Linked DNA regions of Mus musculus: regions 1, 2 and 3 are each linked to region 4. The links are chromatin contacts, called in public promoter capture Hi-C maps. All regions are on one chromosome and are shown on one strand. Each heading gives the region's core, a stretch centred on a gene start, on an enhancer-like site or on the middle of the called end of the contact. The rest is flanking DNA. Distances are from core to core; before and after follow the strand shown. Region 1 holds the start of Eif2ak3 (eukaryotic translation initiation factor 2 alpha kinase 3). Region 2 holds the start of Rpia (ribose 5-phosphate isomerase A). Region 3 holds the start of Rnf103 (ring finger protein 103). Region 4 holds the start of Retsat (retinol saturase (all trans retinol 13,14 reductase)).

Region 1 (2,700 bases), core at 31-2,530, 1.8 Mb after region 4:
GCTCTTTTAGCATTCTTTCTATTAAATAGTGCCACTTTCTCCACACATGCTATCTGAAAAATACTTTATTAAAGTATTTTACATTCTGTGCAGACTTTGAAAATTGCTTTAAAACTTGTCTCTTGAATTTGTATGTTTATAAGGCTAAGAAATCCAACTGAAATAAACTATGCTAACCCCCTTTAAATATCAAAAAGCTGCTAGGATAAAAGAACCCAAGCACACTCCTTAAACTTTAACCTCTAAGTGTGTTCGGAGCTCTTGAGAGTGCTTGTTCTTACCCAGAAAAGGTCTGGTTTAGTAAAACCGGGGCGGAGCCTAGAAAACTGTCCATTTAACCAGCATCCCCCTGGTAATTCTGATGCAGGTGTTCCCGCATATCTCAATTAGAGAAACAGAAAATCAAAACCCTCGACCAGGAGCCACAACAGACTTGTATTTGAAGGATAAATGTAGGCATCTCTTTTGAAAGTCGTTTTACCTGTCGCAACAGAATCAGGACAGAACGAGTCAAGTATTTGGGAATGGGAGTGTAAAGTGCATATGGTTAAAGCCCGAAAACAATGAAAGCGGGGAAGTGACTTTCTTCCCTAAGCCGGGTGTTGCATTCTCCAGGCATCCCTCATCCTCCTTTAAAGATGCTGTTGCCCTCCCACAGCCAGGACCAGGCAGGCGCTCAGAGTGGGACAGGAAGGTGTCGCGGCTCTCTGCTTTGTCCGCAGTCACTCGCATCCCTGCGAGAGGTGCCCCGACCCTAGTTCCCAACCTCTCACCTGCCGCGAGGCCGCAGTTCCACGTCGTCATCGGGCTCCGTCGCGCGTGACTCCGGTTCGCCAGCGGCAGCCGGCAATGCCTCGGCGTCCTCCACGGTCACTTCGGCCGTTGCCACCGCAGGCACCCGCGCGGCCGAAGTCGGGGCGGCCGCTGCCCCTAAGCCAAACACTGTCTCCGACGCGGGAGCAAGCAAACTGCGGGCGGGCGCGACCGCCGAGATCCCCGCCGCGCAGCCCAGCAGCAGGAACAGAAGCAGCAGCAGCGCGCGCGGCCCGGGCCGGGTGGCGCGCTCCATCAGCGGCCCGCCCCACGCGCGGGCATGGAGACCCTGCCGTCGGCGCCCGCCCGTCTCGCCGCTCGGAGCCTCGGAGCACTGCGAGCGCGCGCCACGGACCCCGCCGCCTCTCGACTTCGCGCCGCAGCAGCAGAGCTGCCCGGCCACGTCTCAGCCACTGCCACCTGAGTGACAGCCTTGTGCAGACATCGCCCATTGAGCGAGGGTTCCGTGCGTCTGCTCTGCGATTGGTTGCGCGCCTTGCCACTCCGAGCCAGGCAGACGCGTTCCTTGTTGTCAACATTATACCTACCAATCAAATTGTAGTTTTCCCTGTGGCAGTCCGGCCCTTTTCCGGGAACGACGGCCAATGAGAAATGCCCCTCCCCAGAGTCTTCTTAGGCGATTGGTGAATCATTTCAGTTCCCTAATGCCACTTCTGGAACGGATTGGTCCATTCCCTGATTGGCCTCGCCCCTCAAAGTGAGGCGCTGGGAAAAGCTTGGAGATTATTGGTGAAAGTGGATGCTCCTCAAAGGCCTGAGCTAACTGCTTCTTGATTGGTTGGAAGCGGCACTTAGTACGTGGCCGATTCTGAGTGTGAAGAGGACCGTCCCCTGTGAAAGGAAGAAGAGTGGAAAGGAGTCCCGGGTGGCCGGGAGGTGGCTGATCTTAAAGGGATAGATGCTTTTGCTATTCCCAAGCCGAATTTATTTGGAAAGAAGGGATGAGAGTTGGGGGAAAGTGACTGCACAGGTCATGTGTCCTTAGAAGTTCAGGAGTTGCCCAATTTGTGGCTAGGAAGGTATTAAGAATTACAATTACAGCTTTGATAGAGATGACAGTGATCTGTAGAACAGATAACCCAGAGCGCCCGGAACGCCTCTTAACCTGTTTATAAAGGAGGATCCCAGGCCTGGCGCACTTGAAGTAATCTGCACAAGGTCACACAGTCACAAAAATTTATTAAGTCTCCCGGTTGGTTTGGCATGCTTTACACTGCCCTCAGGAGAAATAGAACGACAACGACCAAAGTGGGGAAGGTTCAAATGTTTGACCAAAGCGTTTAAAATTCTCTTAAAGTAGTTGCGAATACCCTGAAGATTTCAGAGCTGGTGTGTGGAAGAGTAAGAAGTTGCATCCTTCAGCAGTGTACTCAGAACACCAACCAAACACTGGGAAGATTTTTAATGATGTTGGCAGTTTGTGTACGCTGGTCTCCATCTGCATGAAGCACACTTAATTTCCACTCAGCCCCAATCCCTATAAACCCATTTCTCCCTTTAGTTCTCACCACATTCCTTCTCTCTTCTGTACAACAAATCTCTAAAGCGCCTTGTCTTCCTGTCCTCTCTCATCTCACACACACTGCACAGGCATTAGTATTCCTCAGCTCCACCCAGATTGCTCTGATTCACTCACATGGTTTTAATAAATTCGAAGAGGAGTCCCGTTTTTCCTCCTAAGTGTCCTCCACTGTGGAACTCAGCCTTTCCTCTATGAGACATTTTGTCCCTTGTTTTCCTGCTTCCCTACAGGGCAGGATATGACCTTCAACTTACCCTGTGTTGCTTAGGATGAAAGCCAAGGACCGGAAGTTCTTGCCCTGTATATTAATTCTCCAGGGCTGTCATAGCAAATTCCCTCTAGCA
Region 2 (2,700 bases), core at 85-2,584, 1.8 Mb after region 4:
TAAGTGTCCAATCAATAGCGGCACACCTGATTATGGTGGGTCCTGAAGTTACATTTGTAATGGTGGCTGAAGAATTTTCTTCTTCTTTTTTTTTTTTTTTTTGGTAAAGGAGACTATCGAGTGGTTTCTGAGTGCCTTGGGCAGGATTACAGTCTGATAAAGATAAAACTCAGGTTATAAAAGTTGCAAAAAAGCATTGTGACCGGTCTTTATTGTTCCTAAGGGTTCCTGGAACATTCTAGCTCTTGGGGGTTGCTGGCACATGCCTTTTGCAGGCACACACCGTTAACCTCTGCTCTGGGGAAGGAAAGTCAGGCTGATCTCGGTGAGTTCAAGGGCATCTTGGTCTACAGAGTTCCTGGACAGCCATGGTTGCAAAGAGAGATCCTGTCTCAAAACACACAAACAAAACAACAAAAAGGACTTCCAGACCTATTTGGTGATGTAATCCCATATCAGGAAAAATGCTCCAAGTTCCAGGCCAGCCTGGACTGAACTCTACAGTGAGTTCAGGCCACTGGGACTGCTGAATGAGACCAAGAACTTGCAGCAAACTAAAGGCAGAAAAGGGGAAGCCCGATAAGGTACACTGGCCTGTGCGCTCGTGACCGGGCTCCATTTAGACACCCTGCATCCAATACCAAGAGCAGAACAATGTCCAAGGCGGGAGTTACTGATTGAACTTGTAACCTTGGGTTTGTGAAGGTCTAGCACAGACATCAGAAGACCTGGGAGTCCCAAGTGTGTCATCAATGAGTGACTCTAGAGCACTGTAAGAAGATGGCTCTGCCGGTAAAGTACTGACTGACACTACCAAGACGGTCAGATAACGGACTTCTGCAAGTTGTTCTTTGGCCTCCACAAGCACAACCTAAATAATACAATGTAATTAAAAGATTTTTTTTAAAAAAAGGCCGTTGTGTTGGTAGAACCACTTGCCTGAGGATTCGCTTACAACACAGCAACGTTCTCATTTGCTGGGCAAACAAGGTCAGGTTTTTAATAGTGTCTCTCTCTTTTTCTAGAATACGCGTACAGCCGGAAAGGTTCTTGGAGTTCACCTAAAGGTGTAAACACTTGACCCCAAGGTAGGGAGTTATTAGCTTCCTAGACAGCAGTTACCCGGACCTTCCGGACAGAAAGTCTGGAGTCAAGGCGGGCGATTTGCACACTAGGGTCGATCGTATTGTGGGACTTGTAGTCCCGAATGCAGAAGGGCCTAGGAACCACTGTCGCCGTAGGACTACATTTCCCAGCAACACGCATTTAGTAATACGCGCGGGGCAGGTTGCGCAAGCGAGCGGGTTTCCGGAGGAGTTGGGGGTGGGGCGGCCGGAGAGGCTGGAGCGAGGCGGCGGGATGCAGCGCCCCGGGCCCTTCAGCACCCTCTACGGGCGGGTCCTGGCCCCACTGCCCGGGCGGGCCGGGGGCGCGGCCTCGGGCGGGGGCGGGAACAACTGGGGCCTCTCGGGTTCCCACGTGCAGTTGCCGGGGCGTGCACATTCGGAGACCCGCGGCGACAAGGGAGGCTCGAGCGCGGGCGGCCCGGCCCCCTCCACGATGTCCAAGGCCGAGGAGGCTAAGAAGCTGGCGAGCCACACGGCGGTGGAGAACCACGTGAAGGTGGGCAGCTGGTGACGGCGTGATGGCTTCGTGCTGCGCGCCCAGGGCACTGCCAGGGTGCGCCTGACTCCTGAAAGGGCGAGGGTTGCGAGAGAGGGGAGAGGATGAGCCTTGTACCCGAATTCGCGCTGTTCTTCCCAACCCTTGAAAGGCCTTCTAGACCCCGAATGGGTGGGTGTCAACTCTTCCCCCAACTGGAGCCTTTTCTACAAAGATTCCCTGTCCGGCTGGAACTGGGTGCACAGTAGAGCCTGGCTGTGCTCTGTTTTAGAGTCTTGTCAGGCTGTTAATGCGTGCCTCCTAATCAGCCCATTGAAAATGGTGAGCCCCGAGGCTGCTGTTCTTCACTTCTCACTTACCGCGAAGCCAGCGGAGGGCTGTTTTGCAAAGTGTTTTGAAATTTTACTCCAAACAGGCTTTTCAGCTCCTCCCGCTGAGGAGCTAGAGTGCTGTCTTTACAAAGAAGCCATCAGGTTACTGTTGACAGGGCCGGGTGGCCAGACATCTGGAGGTGCTGCTTTTTAGGAGGGGTCCAGATGTTTTGAAGTTAGTAAGGCTGTGTCCACATTTGTTAAGTGGCTGGTGTGGTGCTCTGAGTGGACTCTTAGTGTAGGTGGGTTTGCTATCCCGTATGTAGCAGGTTAATTATCTTAATTGTATTACTTCTGTTGCCCTGTGGTGAAGTTTCCTGGTCTTGTTTTCTATTTCTTAGATCGCGTTATCAGAATCCGTATCTTCGTTAAAGGGAATTCTTTTCACTTGTTAAAGCTATGCTGCCCAAAGTTACTTTGCAAAGACACTGTTCTTAGAGCTTTATCTTCCTGCCTAGGGTGAGGGTGGCCTGAGTGGGCGGGGCCGGGTCTGATAACCTCAGGCTTGCCTGTTCTATAGAAGAACACCATTTTTGTTTCAGGCAGGGCTCTTATGCCCTTCTGTTCTAGGGTAGCTTTTTGCTCATCTAGTTAGCATAGGATTTTATACTTGAATTAAGAGGTGTGAGGTATGAATATGAATTTAAAATGTGTAATTTGGCTCTGTGTTTGGAACACAGTGCCACAGGGGTAAAACTGGGACAGT
Region 3 (2,700 bases), core at 11-2,510, 1.1 Mb after region 4:
ATTTAATGATTTTTTTTTAAAGCTACACTTTCAAACTGTCATTTCCAAAGAGCCTTTGGAACACACCAATACACCTAACAGTTGTCTTTTCCAAACCGAGATTTACATATTTATTTAGAAAACGTAGACAAAGATGACCTGGGCAGCTCTCTGGAGCAGTCTGTTTAACCATTCTGGGGACCGCCTAATTCTGGGGAGTGGGTAAGAGCCAGGACAGTGGAGGCGACCTCCAGGAGCCCAGCACTTGCCTGACTTCTCCACCAGCTCCCGAACATCTTTCTTCTCCGGCAGCCCGGAGTAGCCCAGCCCTCGACACTCCAGAATGGTCTTCAGCTTCTTGAAGCTCAATGCCACCGGATCCACCAGCTGAGTAGCAAAGATGCCAGTCTCGTACCACACAATGGCCTCAAAAAACCTGGCCAGGACGAACAGGACCAGGAAATACAGGAGCAAGAAAAACAGCTTCAGCCACATCTTCGCCCTCTTGGCGTCGCCAGGAGCCGGGACGCCGTGGACAAGGGAAGGGGATCGAGTGCGGGGCGACAGAGCGCAGCCTGGGCGAGGGCAGCGAGGGCGCGCGGCGGTCACCGGCGGGCCATCCCCGCGGGGAGGCAGGTGGATCGCGGCGTGCGTGCGACTGAGAGCCCCGGCTCTGGCCTTGCGGTCAGGAGCTGAGAAAGGGAGAAGGGGGGACGTTCAAACGCACCCCACCCATCGAGCTGCGGACGGCTGGAAGAGGGCAAGAGCCCACCTGGGGTGACCGGGAGGCAGCTCCGAGGGACTGCGGGCCAGCGGAGGGCGGTTGGGGCCGGACTGAGTGGTCCAGAGGGCGCGGTACTCGGCTGGGCCAGGCCCGGGGCCCGGCGCGCCCAGCGCGGGTTGGAGTGACCGCCGCAGCGCCGCGCCGAACGCCCAGGCTTCAGGCCCCGGCGGCCGCCCAGGCCTGGCGGCAGCTCCAGGTTCCCGCGGGCGGCGCCTATCAGGCCCCGCGGCCCGCGAGGGGGCGTCGCGGCGGCTCCCGCTGAGGAGGAGCGCGAGACGACAGTCGTGAAGGGAGGAAAAAAAGAGGAAAAAGCAAATAACGCTAGGCCCCAACGCGGCTCTCCCGGGCGGCTTCCTGTCAGCTGCGTAGCCGCGCGGTGCCCAGCCCCGTGCGGACGCGCCGCGCCAACCGCGGCCACCGTCCCTGCCGCCTCTGCAGGCCGCGGCCGTCGCCCCCAGAGCACTGGACCCGCTGTAGCCGCGGCCCCAGTCAAGACATAACAACTGACGTCGGCATCGGGGCGGGGTCTCGGCAGGGGCGGGGTTAGAAGCCGCGGGGTGCAAGGGGAGAGAGGGGCTGCGGGAGGCTGGGCTGGGTAAACCTTCCGAGTTACTGTGCTCTCGCGGTCCCAGCCCTCTGATGCGCTGATGTTTAGTCACTGATTTCAGTCCCAGGATTGGACATTGGACCCTGCGACACTGTGCACCTTTGTGCTGAGCGTGAAAAATAAAGGCTGCTAAAAGATGTTCGTTTTTGTTTGTGGTTTTTGTTTTGTTTTGAGACACTGCCTTATTAAATAGTCCTGGCCCGCCTGGAACCGCTCTGAACACCAAGCGGGCCTCAGAATTCAGAGATTGCCTGCCAGGCATGGAAGTGCTGGGATTAAAACCGTGCACCGCCGGGCGTGGTGGCGCACGCCTTTAATCCCAGCACTCGGGAGGCAGAGGCAGGCGGATTTCTGAGTTCGAGGCCAGCTTGGTCTACAGAGTGAGTTCCAGGACAGCCAGGGCTACACAGAGAAACCCTGTCTCGAAAACCCAAAAAAAAAAAAAAAAAAAAAAAAAAAACCGTGCACCACCACACCCACCCAAATCATCAAGATCTGTAAAAATCAGAATCTGTGTTTTAAGTCCAGTCCCTGTCAACCGCGGATGCTTTTGGGTTTTTCTTTTGTTTAGTTTTTTGTTCGGGGTGGGGTGGGGGGGAGGGGTGGCACAGCTGGCTTGAGGTGCTTGAGGTGAAACTCTGAAAACAGATGTTTTTCTACCTTTGCTTTAGAATGCGATTTTCACATGTGTGTTGGAGGAGGTATGGCCAAAAAGAATTTTAGTATGTGATCCAGTTGTGGCTAGTCTCCTAGAGGGTTAAAAAGTAGACAATGAAGGTCTGAGTTGTCAGGACAAAAGTTGTTAGGTGTGGTTAGGTCCAGGTGCAAAGGTCTGTGTGTTTTAGCCAGCCAGAAGAACTCATATAAAATGAGTTTGACAGGCAAGCGTATGGTACCTGGTTCCGTGTTTATTTAACTCTAGCAGGGTCATGTTCTCTCTCTCTCTCTCTCTCTCTCTCTCTCTCTCTCTCTCTCTCTGTCTTTCTCCCTCTCTCTGTCTTTCTCCCCCACTCTGTCTCTCTCTCTCTGTTTCTGTGTGTGTGTGTGTGTGTGTGTGTGTGTGTGTACGCGCGTGTGTGTGCATGTGTGCGTGTGTGTGAGTCTTCTTGATCAGGAAAACAAGTAGGAATTCCAGGTGAAATGTTAGCCAGCAAGGAAAAGCATGAACAACCCTAAACCAGGGGTGAAATTTTTAGGGAGAGAGTGTGACCCTCAATCAGGGAGCAAATGAGCCATGGAAAACAAAGAATGGATCATAAAATGTAGACAAAGGATAGTACCCCTTTATAACGCAGTTAACAAAGGCATCTCGGTGTACAGCTAGTGGAGG
Region 4 (2,700 bases), core at 181-2,680:
GTGTTCACAGCTTTAGTCTCAGCACTCAGGAGGCTGAGGTGGGAGGATCTCAGTGAGTTCAAGGCCAGCCTGGTCTATATAGCAATAGCAAGTTCCAGGACATCTAGAACTATAGAGAGAAACACTGTCTCAAACAACTAAAAACTAAAAAAAATAAAATAAAAAAAAAATCTCCATCCAAGCCATGGTGGCTCACATCTGTAATCCCACCATTTGTAATCTCTTGCTGATGGTGGTTGGAGAATCACTGTGAATTTGAGACACACTTGTCCTGTATAGCAAGTTATAAGCTAGCCTGGGCTACAAGTATGAGACCTGCCTCTCCCCCAATCCACAAACAATAACAATAATAAAATAACTGGGTGTGGTGCCTCTTAGGAAGTAGAGGCACAAGGATCAGGAGTTCAAAGTCAGTCCCCAAAAAATAGTGCAGTTAAGGCTAGCCTAGGCTTGGCTAAAATTTACAAGTCAGAGGCTCCTGGAGGTCAAAGAGGTGATCCTTGTTTGTTTTTTGAAAGTTTTGCATTTGGGGGTTTTGGTTGTTTTGGGGTTTGATGTGTGCATTTAGACAGGGTCTCATTGTGTAGTCCAAACTGGAATTAAATTGTTGCACCACTATGCCCAGCTCCAACACTTCCGTAAAACGTTGAAAGGCAGACATGCTGGTGCATGCTTGTAATCTATCTCATCATGCTGGGGACAGAAGAAGAGGGCTGCTCCGGGTTTGAGCCTGGGCTGCGAAGAGAGTTCAAAGCCAACTCCAGTACAAAAGTGAGACCAGTCTCAAAAACACAAACCTTGGGAGCACTCTACACGTGCTTTAGAGATGGTTCACTGGAGAGTGGAGTTCTTATCCCTAGCCAGTACTGAAATTCCGAAGTTATTATCAAGCTTCAGTTCTATGAACTGGACTACATTTTGCCTGCAACCCGCTTGTTAGGAAAACTTTCAGTGCTGCTTCCCTGTGCCCCCGAGCATGCACAGAAGTATAGGGAAAAGTTGGCTCCAGACCCAAGTAGGGGAAAGGTCTCTTATTCTGTGTAAGCCGTGAGCTGAAAAGATTCCAACTGGCGGGGCTGGAATTTGGCGTGCCAAGGGTAATGCCTGCACCCTTTCAGAAGCAAAGAACACTAAATTATGGAACCTCTGTGTGCAAGAGAAGTTTTCCCAGCACTTTACTAATGGGGAGACATGAGCAGAAGGCCCGAGAGCAGGCCTGAAACCCATCAGTTGACCTTGTTTGAGAACTTTCTTCCTAGCCTCCTTGTCGGTCACCAGGGGTTCAGGCGGTCGCTTGACATCCTCGGCGAAGGGGTTCGGGGAACTTGCAGCGTAAAGGCCCACGTAGACCCTGTGGAGGATCACCAGCAGCAGCACGGCCAGCAGCAGAGCAGTGATCCACATGTTGCTGCCAGGGCTCGGAAGACCGCGTCCTTTCCCCGCTGAGCTCGGCTTTTATAGCTGAGGCCCCGCCCCTCTAGTTCGTCCTTGGAGTAATACCAGACTTGGAGGAGCCGAAGCATTTTGACTCACGCCTGCTCAAAACTGATGAAGATTGTCCATTATGGACCTCCGTATGATCTTTGCAGAGCAGGAGTTCAATTGCCTAATGGGAAATGTAGTTCTAGCGCGAGACAGGCGACACTGCACGGCTGCGCGAAAAGGGGGATGTGGGATCCCCCCCTTACCGGAACGCTGGGGACGCGTCCGGTGAGCAAGGGGTCTGGTGAGGGAGGTGAGGGTGAGGAGGACGATGTCTGGTGGAAATGGTCACCGCGGGACCACAACAAGGATGAAAGTTGCAGGTCTGAGAGAGATCCTGTCTGGGAGGCAGAGAAGACCTGGGTTCTGGTGCCTTTTCCGTGTTGGATTCGCTGGAACCTCGGAGGCAGTTCATTGCTTTCCTCCCCTCTCCTCTTCCAAGCAGTGACAAAGTTTCTGTGCCCACACAGCCTCTGTCTGGGTATCTGAGTTGAGACCTTGTTGAGACCTGCACAGGAGCTCTCCTAAACCTGTGTCAGCCCAGGACTGGCAGCCTCACACCGACGTTATCCCTAGGTGGATTCCCCTAATCGTAACTACTCTATCAGGCTCTCAAAGTGCAAGCCACCTAGGACAAGCCTCAAGAAAGACTAAGTCAAGGATCATCCTGTGTGTTTATTTGCATTTAAGGACGCACCAGCTTCTAAATCAGCTTTTCAGAGAGTTTAAGCTCCAGCAGACAGTCTAGATATCCTACCATCTTAATGTTGCCCTTTGAGGAAAGTAGGTCTGAAATACGTACTTGACTTAAGAGGGATTTGTTTGTATAGGAGGCCCATTTCCTCAGGTACCCACTATCAGGAGGAATGACTTCGTAACTTTGAGTGTTTTGTCCTTGTTTTAGGCCCCAGCGGTGCTCCAGTCCGGTATGTAAAGCAGGTCATGCTTCTATGCTACTTGGTTCGTTTTCCCCACAGTAACAGGAGAGCCTTCCCGAGACTTTGTCAGTCCTACCTGTGACCCTGCCAGGTTATCTGATGTGTGTGTATCTTATGCTGTCATTTAGGCCGAGATGGAAGGAAAGGAAAAGAGAGGTAGATGCTGAGGTTCTGGGGAGGGGGGGGGGGAGCTAGTTCCTGGGGTGTTTCAGGGAGGACGTTACCACCATCCTCTCTAGATCACAGGCAGCCAGGCGTCGAGCCCAAAAGCTGTTTGTTA

The links. Promoter capture Hi-C pulls out the DNA fragments that hold promoters and counts their contacts. Capture Hi-C pulls out chosen DNA fragments and counts their contacts.
Region 1: a promoter capture Hi-C map of neutrophils shows a contact between it and region 4, with 5 times the contacts expected there. The contact joins the promoter of Eif2ak3 here to the promoter of Retsat in region 4. A contact is called at or near these places in 2 of 39 promoter capture datasets (neutrophils and pre-B cells) and 1 of 115 datasets of contacts at active chromatin or transcription factors (pancreatic cancer cells).
Region 2: a contact with region 4 is called in a promoter capture Hi-C map of liver, with 2.4 times the contacts expected there. The contact joins the promoter of Rpia here to the promoter of Retsat in region 4. A contact is called at or near these places in 3 of 39 promoter capture datasets (erythroid cells, neutrophils and pre-B cells), 1 of 484 Hi-C or Micro-C datasets (B cells) and 2 of 9 other capture datasets (adipose tissue and liver).
Region 3: a promoter capture Hi-C map of hippocampal neurons shows a contact between it and region 4, with 4 times the contacts expected there. The contact joins the promoter of Rnf103 here to the promoter of Retsat in region 4. A contact is called at or near these places in 6 of 39 promoter capture datasets (hematopoietic stem and progenitor cells, hippocampal neurons, liver and 2 more), 1 of 484 Hi-C or Micro-C datasets (CD4 T cells) and 1 of 115 datasets of contacts at active chromatin or transcription factors (thymic regulatory T cells).

The regions. Positions count from the first base shown.
Region 1 is chr6:70,843,095-70,845,794 of GRCm38.p6, reverse strand. It overlaps Eif2ak3 (eukaryotic translation initiation factor 2 alpha kinase 3), which reads right to left and starts at 1,280. Exons shown (of 17, transcript NM_010121.3): 1 at 774-1,280. The coding sequence starts at 1,069.
Region 2 is chr6:70,790,809-70,793,508 of GRCm38.p6, reverse strand. Rpia (ribose 5-phosphate isomerase A) reads left to right here and starts at 1,334. Exons shown (of 9, transcript NM_009075.2): 1 at 1,334-1,623. The coding sequence starts at 1,360.
Region 3 is chr6:71,492,437-71,495,136 of GRCm38.p6, reverse strand. Rnf103 (ring finger protein 103) reads right to left here and starts at 1,260. Exons shown (of 4, transcript NM_009543.3): 1 at 249-1,260. The coding sequence starts at 474.
Region 4 is chr6:72,597,332-72,600,031 of GRCm38.p6, reverse strand. It overlaps Retsat (retinol saturase (all trans retinol 13,14 reductase)), which reads right to left and starts at 1,430. Exons shown (of 11, transcript NM_026159.5): 1 at 1,236-1,430. The coding sequence starts at 1,404. Elmod3 (ELMO/CED-12 domain containing 3) reads left to right here and starts at 1,619. Exons shown (of 12, transcript NM_001253692.1): 1 at 1,619-1,710.